Regions from separate parts of the Mus musculus genome. Here all the other regions are linked to region 1. The links are chromatin contacts, called in public HiChIP or PLAC-seq and promoter capture Hi-C maps. All regions are on one chromosome and are shown on one strand. The core of a region is the stretch at or near the end of the contact, and the rest is flanking DNA. Distances in the headings are between cores, read along the strand shown.

What was found. Promoter capture Hi-C pulls out the DNA fragments that hold promoters and counts their contacts. HiChIP or PLAC-seq counts read pairs in DNA pulled down with a chosen protein or histone mark.
Region 2: a contact with region 1 is called in a promoter capture Hi-C map of liver, with 3 times the contacts expected there. The contact joins the promoter of Zbtb8a here to the promoter of Nkain1 in region 1. A contact is called at or near these places in 2 of 39 promoter capture datasets (cranial neural crest and liver).
Region 3: an HNF4G HiChIP or PLAC-seq map of pancreatic cancer cells shows a contact between it and region 1. The contact joins the promoter of Tmem54 here to the promoter of Nkain1 in region 1. A contact is called at or near these places in 1 of 39 promoter capture datasets (liver) and 1 of 115 datasets of contacts at active chromatin or transcription factors (pancreatic cancer cells).

What each region holds. Positions count from the first base shown.
Region 1 is chr4:130,571,230-130,576,208 of GRCm38.p6, reverse strand. It overlaps Nkain1 (Na+/K+ transporting ATPase interacting 1), which reads left to right and starts at 2,173. Exons shown (of 7, transcript NM_025998.4): 1 at 2,173-2,380. The coding sequence starts at 2,327.
Region 2 is chr4:129,376,224-129,380,974 of GRCm38.p6, reverse strand. It overlaps Zbtb8a (zinc finger and BTB domain containing 8a), which reads left to right and starts at 2,947. Exons shown (of 5, transcript NM_028603.4): 1 at 2,947-3,235.
Region 3 is chr4:129,102,182-129,106,794 of GRCm38.p6, reverse strand. Tmem54 (transmembrane protein 54) reads right to left here and starts at 1,265. Exons shown (of 6, transcript NM_025452.4): 1 at 1,064-1,265. The coding sequence starts at 1,079.

The DNA.
Region 1 (4,979 bases), core at 924-3,423:
CCTCCATAAGACTGGGCTGTAGGCAGCCTGCTGAATACTTTCTTAATTAGTGATTGATATGGGAAGGTCCAGTCCATTCCAAGTGAGACCATCCCTGGGCTGATAGTCCTGGGTTCTGTAAGAAAGCAGGCTGAGCAAGCCATGGGGAGCAAGCCAGTGAGCAGACTCCTCCATGGCCTCTGCATCATCCTGTTTGAGTTCCTGTCCTGACTTCCTTCAGTGATGGATTATGGATCAGAACCATAAACTAATAAACATTTTCTTCCTCAACTTGCTTTTGGTCATTGTGTTTTATTCTAGAAATAGTAACCCAAATTAAGACACAGGGTGTATAACATGCATGCTACCCCAGTCTGCTCACAGCCAAAGAGTCCTGCTGTGATCCAAGGCCTGGGGAAGCCAAGGTAAATCACCAAACCGAGTCCTCATACTGCTCACAGGAAGCTAAGAAGGTTCTAGAATGAGCTATCATGGAGGTATCGAAGGCTGGAATGAGCCAGAGAGGGGATTTCCCTGGGTGACCAAGGGTCAAGGAGTGAGGCCTCAACTAAAACACTAAAGATGAAACAGCGTCCACTGCACTGCACATAAGGATCTCAGAGCAGAACAACCTTGGGACTCAGAGATGGCTTTTTGTGAAGACACTTGCTACTGAGTTTGAAGACCTGAGTTTGATCACTGGGACCCACATAGAGGAAGCTAACTCCTACTCATGGTCCTCTGAGAGCCACAGGGTGCTCTAGCATGTGTCAACCTAAACACAGACATACAACATAAATAAATAAAGAACAAACCTAAAAGCAGAGAGGGGCCAGAGGGCGTGGAAGCCTGGGATTTAGTAGGGCAGGATTGAAATAAATGACCTTGGACAGAGGGTAGCTCAGACTTGGAGTGAGGTGGCCAGGCCTTGGGTCTGTGGCATTTGGGACATTCAAGAGCCTGGCAGAGCTGGTCAGAGCCTAGCAGAACCCAGTCACTGTAAGGAGAGAGGCATCATGTGTCCAGTGCTTGGGTCGGTGAGGGCTTCTGAGCACACTGTCAGCATGGAAGAGAGAACTGACATGGGCTCACCCGAAGCCTCCAGGGGATCCAGTGGGGACCGGGCTGGCGCTTCCTTTGTGGGAAACAGGACTCTTTGGAGACTTTGATAAAAGCTGGGTCCCAGTCCCCACGTAAAGTTATGCTCTGGGTATAGAGTCTGGGACAGACTCCAGGAAGCCTAGCTAATCATGGAAACTGGCTGGACACAGCTGCCATTCCCTAACAGTGGCTGAGAAGAGTCCCCACTGTTATCCCAGTTGCTTTTTGGTGGTGTGTGCGTGTGTGCATGTGCTTGTGTGTGTGTTTAGTGTGCGATGGTTGATTCTGGGAATACCTGGGGGGCCTTTTGTTTTGTCACTGTTGAGAGTACTAGGATCAAATCCAGGGCTTTTCTATCCACTTGTCTTGCGTGTTTTAAAACGCGTTTATCTGGAATTTGGGAGGCTGAAGCAGGAGGATCTCTGAGAAGCCAAACTGGGGACCGGACTATTCCGGTCCCTGAGCTATGAAGAGTCAAGAGAACGGAAGACCGCTTCAAGCGCACTCTGGCTTTCATAAACCCAAGATATACCAGGTTCTGAAGGAAAGACAGAAAGAAGAAAATGTGGCCGGGAAACCAGGAGGGCTGGCGAGCTGGGCTGAAAACTCAAATGAAAATAAAGGGCAAAGTTGGAACTCCAGGGTAGGGTGGCTCCAACTCCCTCAGCTGGCCAAGCTAAGGGCTACTGTTGGGTTTACAGGACTGCATCCAAGAGACTTTTTTCCTACTTTGCCCCTGAGGCCCCTGGGCGGGGGTGGTCCAGAGAGGTAATGTGATCTGCCCAAGGTGACACGGCTAAGGAACAGCAGTCTGGACGCGACCCAGAGCTGCCAGCGCGCAGGACCCGCACTCTTCCACTTCGCTCCACGCCCCTCCCCTCCCCCGCCCCCTCGCTCTTCCGCCCCTCCCTCGCCTCCCTCCGGGGTGGCGGCCGAGCCACGTGGTGGGCCGGGAAGCGGCGGCTGCCGAGCGCCCGGGCGGCTGCCCCAGCTGGGCAGTGCTGCACCGCGCCGCGCTCGGTGCCTGCGGGGGCCGCTGCGCGCTGGCCGGCGCCGCGGGCGGGAGGTGTGCCGACGGCCGGCCGCAGACAAAGGAGGCGCGGCGGAGCCCGCGCGGACCGGGCGCACCATGCACTTGGGGTGCGGCCGGCCGGCCGCGGCTCTGGAGACCCGGCCCTAGTCGCCGGCCCCACCGCCCCGGGGCGCCATCGAGACGACGCGGCCCCGCGCGGCGCGAGGAGGAGCCATGGGCAAGTGCAGCGGCCGCTGCACGCTGGTCGCCTTCTGCTGCCTGCAGCTGGTGAGCCGCGCGGAGCGGGGTGGGGCGGCGGCGGTGCGTGGGCGCCACCCGGGGTGCGGGGTGGCCGGGCGGAGTCTGCCCCGCGCGGGCCGGCTTGTCCCTTTGTGTGCGCTCCTCGCCTCAGCCCCGCGCTCGCGCGCACGGTCCAACGCTCCCGGGTTGCACGCGTCGGTTCGCAATGGGTGCGTGGGCTCCCGCTGGGGGGCTGCGCCCCAGGACTGTGGCTCCCTTGGGGCTGGGGGTGTGTCCGAGGCTGGTCTGTGTACTCGGAGAGGTCCCTGCCCGAATGTTCCCCTCCAGATCGCTGATTCCGTGGGTACCTCATCCCTCTGGGCTCCGCCCCTGTGAGCGTTTCTCACAAAGTCTCTTTCTGCTCCTGTATTATGTCTCTGGAATGTTTTTAGATCTCTGGCCATTTCTGCTTCTTGTTTGGGTGGTGGGACCTGAGACTCTTTGAGAACCCTCGGCCGTCCTTTGTGCTGCTTTCCTGCCTCCCAGCACCCTCCTGACTGGGTGGCCAGGGATGGAGAACTACCTCCTTGAGGGGGGTGATCAGGAATTGATGTATCACGGGCCAGCCTAACCTGGCAGGCACCGGACTCACTCTGTGGTTCTCTTTAGTCTGACCACCGAGTCCTCCAGCGTCCCATGAGCCATCTGTTCTATCAGCAGCGGGTGAGGTGGGGTCAGGTAAAGAGTTCCCTGGTCCCATTGGATGAGGACACTTGAGTGTCTTGGGAAGAATCAGAGCATCTCGGGGCTCTGTGCTGGCCCCAGTTTGGGGGAAAATGAGGTCTTTAACTGGAGGGCAACAGAGTGAATCCGGAGGCTAAGAGTAGCTGAGGTCCTTGCCTATGTATTGGGAGGGTGATAGAGAAGAGACGGGGGTCTCCTGCCTCCCTTGGAACTGTGTTATGCTTCTACTCAAGACACTGTTGTGTAGGAACTGCTGATAGCATCGGGTCTGTGGAGGAGCCTGGGGCCTCATTCCTATGGGTCCCGTGGTCTGGATCTGCCTTCCGGCCAGCACCTGCTCCTCCCCACAGGTGCGCAGGGTGGTGGGAAGCTTTGAGTGAGATGTGCTGGTGGCCTCTGTCCTCTCACCTTTCCTTGAGTCACCGGCCCTGCGGCGCCTGCTGTTCACAGCATCGTCCTCTTGGGCCATGCTAGAACCTCCTCTCCTCCCACATTGGTGTGTTGGTGTTTTGCCCCTCAGAAGGCCACCTGGTCTGTCAGGCGTCATTCTCAAGGACGGCAGAGGGGCTTAATCACCACCAGGTAGGATGGAAACTCCAAAAGGGCAGAGACAGCTCATTTTGTTCCTGCTAAAACCCCAGCAGCTGGGCAGCCCTTGACACCTCATTAATATTTGTAAACTAAACGAAGAACTGGTTATTTGGCAGATCTGGGCTCACAGTAGAAATATTCTCCGTTTTCTATTTTTAGGACCATAAAAATGCCAAGAAATCTTCAAACTTTTTTTTTTTTAGAGAATTCCTTTTCTTTAATTAAAAAAAAAAAAGGTTTATTTTTAAAAATTTTGTACATCCGTGTCTGTGTGTGTGAGTGCAGGTGCCCACGGCATCCTGAAGAAGCCATCAGGCCCACTGGAGCTGGGGTTACAGGTGGCGTGTGCTTAGACTCTAACTCGGGCCCTCTGTAAGAGCAGAGCGTTCCTAACGGCTGAGCCATCTCCAGCCTCAAGGATGTCTTCCTGGTTTTGTTGGCTTGTTGTGTTTATTGTTCTTGTATGTTTGAGAAATGTTCTAACTCTTCCGTCCAGGCTGGTCTTGAACTTTGAGCCATCCCCCTGCCTCAGTACCCTGAGTGAGGCTGGAGTTTCAAGATGTCTAGCTTAAGTTTTAAACTATATATTTTTGTTTGTTTGTTTTATTTTGTTTCAAGACAGGGTCTCACTATGTAGCCCTGGCTATCCTGAAATTCACTCTATCGACCAGGCGGGCTTCGAACTCACAGAGCTCCATGTACCTCTGCCTCCTGAGTGCTGGGATTAAAGGTGTGCGCCTCTACACCCAGCTCAAACTCCTTTTCTTTTTTTAACTTAAGAGATGAGGGATGTATGTTATGAAGTGAATGAATAAGCCCTCAGAGAGTGGAGAGTATTGAGTTTCCTTCTCTCTGTGCCTGTGAGCAGTTTGTCCCTTGCTCACTCCTGAGTGCTGTTACTAATTCACTGGGTGTCAGCTACTCTTGGGAATGCTTCCCCTGCCCCCCCCCCCCCCAGTTAACTCGTTTAACCTTCATTGTGACCCAGTGATGTAACTTGCTCAAAGGGATCCAGGAACTGAGACAGGCATGGGACGACCATTCAGGCATGGGACCAGCCTCCTCTGTTGCCTTAGCTACAGCCTAAGTAGCTCTGGCCTTGGTACACTGGGGCCCATAGGGAGGTGCTCACCCGTCTTGGGAGCAGACGTGGTACAGGGGGTCTCCCAGCCTCCAAGCGTTCCCAGCCAAGAGATGGCATCTCTTCCACCAGCACAGAGCTAGCTTAGACAGGACCTGGGTGGGATTCCACTTCTCCCACGCCTTGCCTGGGTGGCTTGGGCAGCTTGTGCGAGCTACATGAGACAATTTA
Region 2 (4,751 bases), core at 1,698-4,197, 1.2 Mb after region 1:
AAAAAAAAAAACAAACTTAAAACTTGGAATGAATTCTCCTCTGTAAGAATATGAACTAGGGAGAATTTTAAGAATGAAAAACAACGATCTACAACAGCGAGAAAGACCAAAGAAGTACTGGAAGAGGGGGTGGCTGAATAGCGTGGGAGCTACTGAAGTTAGCAGGGTGAAGATAAAAGAAACTCCATTTCTTCTTCCTTGCAATCCAGTTCATGGCCAGCCTTATGTTCCCTTCTGGAACACGGTTATCGAACTTGTTCTGTGTTTGTTCATCTATTTTTGAGGAAAGGGCCAGGTGGCGTTTAGCCCAGGCTAGCTTAGAATGCCCGGTCTTCCACCATGCCTAGCTCTGTTGACAGTTTTAATTCACTAACACTAAAATAAAACCTCTGGCTAGGCCTAGGGGCACACACCTCCCTCCCCAGCTCCTTGGGTGGTTGAAACACCAGGATAGGCTGAACTCAGAAGTTCCAAGACAGCAGGAAGAGGCGGGTAAAACCCTGTTCCAAAAACAAACCTTAGCTGGGCATGTTGGTGCACGCCTTTAATCCCAGCACTTGGGAGGCAGAGGCAGGTGGATTTCTGAGTTCAAGGCCAGGCTGGTCTACAAAGTGAGTTCCAGGACAGCCAGGGCTACACAGAGAAACTCTGTCTCGAAAAAAACCAAAACCAGCCAACCAACCAATCAAACAACAACAACAACAACAAAAAACCCCAAACCTTTTCCCCCCCAAACTGTTGAGATTTACTACTGTGTATGATTCGGTGGGGTATAGGAGAGCACAGTGGAAGCCCTCAGGAGTACAGGGCCTGCCACTTGTCCAGGGGACCACAAGTGAGGATACATTTGACCCTACAGCCAACAGGGATAAGGCACTTCTCAGCTACCACGTCTTCAAATTCATCAGCATTACATTTGGGGAAGCTCCACTTCCTTGAGATATGGATCTTCTGGTGGCCAGGAACTTGAACTTGGCTCCCTGTAGAGCCTCAGTCACATGGCCCTTATCTGAAAGCTTGGCGTAGAGGGACAGGGTGACCTGGCCAAAGTAAACCCTGGCCACTGTGCCCAGGGGCTTCCCAAAGGCATCCTGCACACCTGTCCGGGGCCTAGGTTGGGAGCAGACAAGAATAGCTGCTAAAGAATTGTTTCCAACTTCCCTTTAGACAACTGTGTAGGCAAAAGGCTCCTGCACACCGGGCCTCCACCGGGAAAGGGATCCTCCTGGTTGGCTTAGTTGTTTTGAGCTTAATCCTGGCTGAAAGAGAACAGCACAGAGAGACCTGCCTGCTCTCTGTGTGTGTGTGTGTCCCCCAGACAGGGTCTCCTATGTAGCTCTGCCTGTCCTGGAACTATGTAGACCAGGGTGGTCTCGAACTCAGAGCCTCCTGAGTTCTGGCATTACATGCATGTGCCACAACACCTGGTGTCCTAATGATTTTCTTTCTTTTTTTAAAAAAAGATTTATTTATTATATGTAAGTACACTGTAGTTGTCTTCAGACACACTAGAAGAGGGCGTCAGATCTCATTATGGATGGTTGTGAGCCACCATGTGGTTGCTGGGATTCGAACTCGGGACCTTTGGAAGAGCAGTCAGTGCTCTTAACCGCTGAGCCATCTCACCAGCCCTGTCCTAGTGATTTTCAAATAAGCACTGGTCTACCTTTCCTTCCATTATCTCCCATTACCTCAAAAGTCCAGGAAACGAATCTTAATCACAGAGCACCCCTGGGGTAAACAGGTGTGACATTAAGAAACTGTTAGGTGTCAAACCTGGGACAAATAGCTGGGGTGCCTAGTTAACATGTCAAAGCTGACCTGGCCACCAGGTTCTCCCAGCATCCCTCAGTCCAATACCTGTTACAGGGTCCTCTAGGCTGGCATATCCGGCCCCCTAGCTTGAATCCTCCAGTCCAGGGGGCTGAGCTATTCTTCCCTATATAATCCAACCATTTTGGCTCCCTACCCTCTTTGTAATTTGGGTCTCCTGCTGTACTTGGTTCTGCTGCTCTCTCTCCTCCCTCCCCCACCCCACATCACAGGGCACAGCTCAGTTCACTCTGTACTCTCCCAGATGTTCCTGCCTCTGGCTGTGCTCTCCCACATATCTATAATAAACTTTCTCCTCCACTATACCTAGGACCAGGCATGTCCCTTTCCTTTTTATTTCTCCTTTTTTTTTTTTTTTCATTCAGAAATGACTGTATTGTATTCTCAGAGAGAATGATGTTCGAATACATAGTTACTTAGTGAGGAGATCGGAGAAATAGGACCCTGATGGGCTTGACTGAGGCTTGGGAGAGGAACGCCTCAAAATATTAAACGCATGCTTTGAGACTTTGAATCTTCTCCCCCATTCCGCATTACTTGACAATCAGCGTGAAGAAGTAGAAAACTAATTTAGTTTGTGGAATTTAAGCAGTATGAAAATTCAGCGGTTTACTATTTTAGGAAATGTATCACCTGATATTTGTGTGCCATAAATATTAGGGTCACGTCAGAAGAGAAACTTGATTTTACGACCAATTTTTATATTTGAAAACACGAAACACTGTTTTGTACTAGTTTTATATAAAGAATCACGGCCTCTTAATCTCAGCCCCTCCGGGCTTGCCTCTTCAAAGGGCTTGATGGGGACCTACAGAGGTTTCTAAAAGGCTATAACTGAAATTAAGTGCTTCGTCAAAGGGCGATTTTGTGGAACTCTCTCCCATTTTACGTCGCTAAACTTAAGTACAATAATGTCACATGTATACAGTATTTGTGGGCACGCCTAAGTCCCTCCCTCTCTCCTTGAACCAATATCTCCACATATTAGAAATCCAGCCCTTCTGCCCTCCGGAGGCGCCTTTCCCAACGTAAAGTACAATTTTAAAATTTAAGCTCCCGACTAAAAGAATGATCCCCAATCAACTGCTGGGGAACCTGGGCGCCCTAGTGCCTGCGGAGGGTGCAGTCGGGCGTGGGCACGGACAGGGGGAGTGGGCGAAGCTGCTGGTTGGTGCCTGAAATCTGTGCGTTGCCCCTTTAATTGTGTCCTCAGCCCTCGGGCGTTTCTGTCCAACGCCCACGTCAGCAAATACCTTTTGTTTCTCCCACGTTGGGGCTACTTGTTTTAGGGCGCAAAGCCTCGGCTTCGGAAAGGGGCTGCTTCCCCTACCCGGAACCGGGAATCGCTCCGCAGCGCGCGCGCGCGCGAGCGAGCGAGCGAGCGAGCGGCTAGAGCCCCGCGGTAAGTGGCTGCACGGGCGCGGGCGGGAGGAGGGCGGCCCGGGCGTCGGGGCTGCGGGCCGGGCCCAGAGCCTGGCGGAGGGCGGCGGAGCCGCCGGGGTGCGCCCCGGGACTGCAACCCCAGCCGGTGCGCCGGGCGACGCAGGGGGCACCCGGCGCCATTTGCAGCCGGGGGCGCAGAGCGGCGGCTCCGAGGGTCGGCGACGGCCACAAAGGAGACGCGGGCGGCGGCGGCGGCCCCGGGCGCGGCTGCGGGACAATGGCTGCACCGTCGCCGCCCGCGCCCGCCCCGCCGCCAGCCTTGGCCCGGCCCGGGGAAAGGCGGGAAGGCGCCCGAGCCTCCTGACGGCCGCGGCGGCGAGGCGGCGCCACGGGGCCGGGCGTGTCTGCAGACGTCGGGCGCGGGGCGCGGGGCGCTGCAGCCCGGCGGTCTCACTCCGCCCTCCACTCTCTGGTTTTCCATCACGACGCGACAGTTCTGGGCTTAGAACCGAGGGCAGAAATATGGAGCCCCAGCTGGCCCCGCGGCAGAATGTCCCTGGCATCTCCCACCTGGAGACACTGTCGGCTTTAGTCCCTTCGCGCTCTGGCGCGCTTACTCGCCCTTGACCGTGCGGTTATTCGTAATCCACGTCTTTGCGAGACGTGTTTGGAATAGGATTCACACCTAGCGGGCACCCAACCACACACGCCGCCAACACCTAGAAGTCTTTCTATTTGCAGAACTTTAGTAAATGGAGTGGTTTCACTTTGACGAAATATTGCACTTAATTTCTTATGAGACGGCTACGGGTTCCGGCTGTTTATTCTACCTAGCAAAGGGGAAAGGGGGAAAAATAAAACGCTAATGGTTAGGGAGTCTCATCCCTAGGCAGGGAGCTGAGACGTGGCAGCCCCCCAAGGCGCCCTGTTCTTGCAGCGTCCCGGAACAGTCTCCAAAGTACCAAAACCTTCGCTGATTTTATCACTTAAATCGCACTTTTATTTACCTATTTATTCTTTGTTTTAAAGCGGACTCAGGCTAGACTTGAAAATTTGATCTTACCTCCACCTCGGGAGGGCTGGGATGCACTAGGCAAATTTTTGGCACAATTATATACTTTTTAATATTCAAAGACGTTAATATAAGTTTTAAAACTCCTCTTTTAAAAAGCTATTTTATATATCTTTTTTTTGAAGGCACTGTTTCATGTACCCCAGGCTAGCCCTAAATCTTGGACCTCTGATTCTCTTGCAGCCCCTACCAAATGCTGGGATTACAGGCATAGATCACCACACCTGATATTATCCTGTACTTGAATTGAACCCATGCATGTCACATAGGCACTCTACCACTAAACCCAGCCCTCTCCAAACCTTAAATGGCTCCTTCACATCCTACTAAAAAAATAAAAAAATCCAAAACCCCCATGGTGTGTGTGTGTGTGTGTGTGTGGTGTGTGTGGTGTGTGTGCGTGTGGCGTGTGTGTGTGTGTGTGTGTGTGTGTGTGTGTGTGTGTGTGTGTATTTTGAACCCG
Region 3 (4,613 bases), core at 16-2,515, 1.5 Mb after region 1:
AAGGCACGAGGAACTGGAATGGCCTTGTGAAGATGAACAGCTGGCCAAACAGGAAGAGGAATTGCAGCCTTGTTCCAGGGGCCTCCTGGGTCCCACCCTGTCCACCCACCCCATCCACCTACCCATCAGCCAGCCACTACTGGGCTTTGGCTGGGCTCAAGAAACAGCAGCATCTCTGGACCAAGGCTTTGGTCAGACAAGAAGGCTAGGGTTGCTTGCTTTAGTCAGAGCGCCCTAGGCTGGTTTTGGTTCTTCGTTCTCATGCTGGGAACACTGGGCAAGTGGCTGGTGTAGTGCTAAGCGTTTATTAGCAGACCGGAACTTCATCCTGGTCAAGAGGTGGGTGCAACGGTCTTCATTTTACCAAGGAGAAATAGGCATGGCTCGAAAGATGTGTGTGCTGGAGAGTGGGAACGGAACCCCTTAGATCCCAAACAGCAGAGTTTGCCCAGGGCGTGGGGGAGGGGCGCACCAGTCTACTCTGTCAAGATGCTGGCTGACTGGCCTTTCCCTCCAGCTTGGCTGGATGAGAGGAAGGTATGGAAATGGCATCTTTGTAATGCTAAGGAGCCGGGATCCTGGACCCTACATCCACATCCCCATCTCTTCATCTCTCAGCATCTCTTCCCCTACCGGCGGATCCCGAAGCCTATCTAGCCTTGCCCCTTAGAAAGGAAAATAGGGCCAGGAGCTGGGGGTGCCACTGGCCCCACCAAAACCAGGCTTACTCAGAGCTGGGCCTCAGTGCCACAAACCTGGAGCCCCCAGCTGCTGGTCGTGGCGGAAGGAGTTCTAAGTTCTAAGTTAGAGTGAGCTAAGTACTGAGCTCTGGGCTAGTCCCTGAGCCTCGAAATGTTTAGGCTGGTGTGTAGCTCAGTGGTAGAGCACTTGCATAAAGGAAATAAAACCCAGCCGCTTGTCACCCCGCTTCTAAGGAAACTTAGGCTTGAGAGGAAAGTGACCTGAAGCAGGCCAGTACGTGAAGCAGGGTTGGGTGAAGCAGGCGGCTTGACTTCGGGTTGGGGTCCCCCCAGGAGTGGGTCTCCCGTTTGCCCCAGCTCACCTATGCGCAGACACATGTTGATCCCGGCCAGTGGCCCCGCGCTGGTCTCAGCGGGGTCTCGCTTCCATCCTTCTCCTCCGCGGCCTGCGCTCCTCTTCCCGCCCAAGCAGGCTCCTGGCGGCTCCCTTCCCTGCACCCCTCAGTCGCCCAGCCCGGCGTCCTGCGCGCGTTGCCGAGGCCGGTCGGACCGGCTGGGCGACCCCGGGACTGTGCGGCTGAGTCACGGCCACGCCCCTGCTGCTGAGCCAGGCGCCCGGCGCCAGGCCGCCCTCGTTCCTCCTCGCACGCCCATTCCACCGATGGACATTGAGGCTCTAAGGGGTCTCCATCGGCCGTGCTGGGAGCTGGTGGTGTTAGCATGTGAGCGCGACCCCGGATGGTGGTGATGGTGGTGGTGGTGGTGGTGAACAAGACACGGGCACATGGGCCAGGATGGAAGCTGGGAGTGAGCAGGAGCAACCAGGGGTCTGCTTTTTTAATCTACTGTGTGACTTCAGAACAATCGCTTTCCCTCGCTGGGTCTTCCTTTTTCTGGCGGAGGTGCCTCCTGGTCTCAGTCAGGTCTTCCATGTTGAGCAAGGTGCTTTTCCTTTCGGTCTTGGCGGTGGTGGGGTGATCTGTTTGCTCCTTGGAAAATCAAGGGTAATAATTCTTGTTTCCTGATATAAGGAAATGCAGCTATTAAATAAATTAATAAATAGATAGATAAATAAATAAATTGTAGGGATCAATGAGATGGCTCAGCCAGTAAAGTCCCTTAACCCTATAACCCGATAGCCTGATAGCCCCAGTTCCATCCCTGGGACCCACATGGAAAGGAGAGAACCGACTCCTGAAAGTTGTCCTCCGATTTCCACTGGAGCAGAATATGGCACTGACATACTACAGCACAAACATCTCTCTCTCTCTCTCACACACACACAGAGGTACACACACAGAGGCACACACATACAGAGGGGCGCGCGCGCGCACACACACACACACACACACACACACACACACACACACACACACACACACGACAGAGCCTCACTATGTACTATGTAGTCCTAACTGTCCTGGAACTCACTGTATAGACCAGGCTGGTCTTGAACTCACAGAGATCCTAGAATGTCTATTGTGGGGGCTGCCGAGTTGGCATTGGGTTATATCAAGTGTTAGATGGACTCTTGCTTCGTGATAGTGTCCCTGATGCAGACACAAGTCCTGTCCTCCTCCTTTGGGTTCAGATAGCTGGACACTCACATAGGACCATTTAGCCAGAGTGGTGAATAAACAGGTGGAACGCTCCCAGCCACATCTCTGCCAAGTATTCTGCCTTGGCCAAAGCACAGCACCTCCCTGGACCACCGAGGTCTTTGCAGCAGGCGTAACTGGTCTATTCTGTACCAGATCTGTTCTGTAGCCCATCAGCATAGTCTCCATGGACGAGGCTGTCCTGATGTCTACAGGTTCTCAGAGCCTGGTGACTGTGTGCCTATAGTGTCACCTGTAGTGACACCTCCTGTGTGCCTTGTGTCACCTGGATCAGCACATTCAGCTTCTAGCAGCAGGGGAGGGAGCTGAAGCCCCGGTGCTGTGGGCAGGACAACCGCAGGTCAGGCAGGCAGCTCTGGTCATTCCCAGCGGGTTGGTAAGTGGGCTTTCTTATCAGCTGACTTCTGAAGGGGACATTGTGCAATGGCGAAGGATAAGGAGACAGGATGGATGGAAGGGAAGATGGAGGCAGGTCATTAAGCCATTAGCTGGCGTCTTCCCTAGTGGGCATTAAATGTTATGTCCATGGGCATCTTTTAGCGGTCACTTAGCCAGCTGTTAGCCCTATTGCAAATGGCTACAGGCTCATAATTGTAGCCCAGAAACTCTATTTTTGGGTCTTTATCCTGCAAGAGATGTGGCTGTGATGATGTTTGTGGATGTGGGAGCTGTTCCTAATAGAAGCAGGGCACCAGAGTGGTAATGTTGGTAAGGACCTGAAGAAGGGCAGGGAGGCGGTCTGCTCTTTGCTTTACATATAGGTTCTTGCAATCTTACACATTGTTGCAACCTTACACGAAACATTGTTGCAACCTTATAAGAAACATTTATTCATGTCTTGTTTTTGCTGAAAAAGGAAGCCCCCCCCCCAATATGTCCCTCCACCTCTACCCTACCAATAGCTCTCAGATGACAGAGTCTGCCTCCTAGGGCTGCCCTGAGGAGTGCCTGTGGTCACTGCTGTGCTGGGGACAAATCTCAGGTGTGGGAGTACATGGTGTGTCTCTGTCAGTGCAGGGCACCAAGGACAGCTGGAACTTCTGGGATTGGGTTAGGGAGCAGGGCTCTAAATGTCTTTGATAGGGCTGGAGAGATAGCTCTGTGGTTAAAAGCATCTGTCGCTCTTGCAGAGGGGCTGGGTTTCATTCCCATCACCTAAATTGCAGTTCACAGCCATCTTTAGCTCCAGCTCTTGGGGATCTGATGCTCTTTTCTGGCCTTGAAGGGCACTGCATGCATGTAGGCTACATGAACTCATGCAAGTACATGTACAGACACATGGTTTCTTTGCGTCCCTACAACAACAGAGTTATAGATAATCGCTCCATTTTACAGATAAGAAAAGTAAGGGTCGGAAGAGTAAAGGACTGTCCTCCGTTCTTTTTTTTTTTTTTTTTTTTTTTTTTTAAAGATTTATTTATTTATTATATGTAAGTACACTGTAGCTGTCTTCAGATACACCAGAAGAGTGCGTCAGATCTCGTTACGGATGGTTGTGAGCCACCATGTGGTTGCTGGGATTTGAACTTCAGACCTTCAGAAGAGCAGTCGGGTGCTCTTACCCACTGAGCCATCTCACCAGCCCTGTCCTCCGTTCTTAGTACACACAGCACAGTGAGAGCGGAGGCTTTACTCCACGCCTGCCCATGTGGCAGCTCCTGACTTCTGGGTGTGTACTGAAGGATGAAGACAGCCGTGGCTTCCACAACTGTGCCCAAGCCTGGGGCCTGTGAGTTGGGAAGACCATGGCCCCACATGCTCCGTTCGACTGTAATTTTCCAGCTATCATCCGAGTTTAGTGACCCGAGGTTATCACCAGTTCTTTTCCTGGTGACTAAAGTCCACTGTCGCGGCACCGTGTGACCCTTGCATCCCGCCTACCACCTCCGCACACTGCCTTACCCCACCCCCTCCCCGCCATACCAGAGTTCTAGTTCCGTGCCTTCTTCCAGCTTCCTGTGGCCTGCTGGAGGATCACTGTTGTTCCCTGGGCCTCAGTGTCCTGGTCAAATGCAATGGCAAGGTGTCTTCCAGGCTCCCATCATTTCTGAGGCCCTAAAGACTTGGGAGGTGTAAAAGGTTGAAACCAGGCCAGATAAACCCGAGGAGCAATGTTCCCTTCCTGGAACACTGTACCAGGTGTGGCCCTGAGGGTTTGCATTACCGTCAGTGTTTCCAGGGTGTGACCTCCTGGTGGCTGCTCTGCTGGGGACATGGGTCCATGGGCAGCCCTTCCTCACCTTACTGTCTTAGTGACTTCTCTCATTGCAGAGACAAAATACATTACAACTTA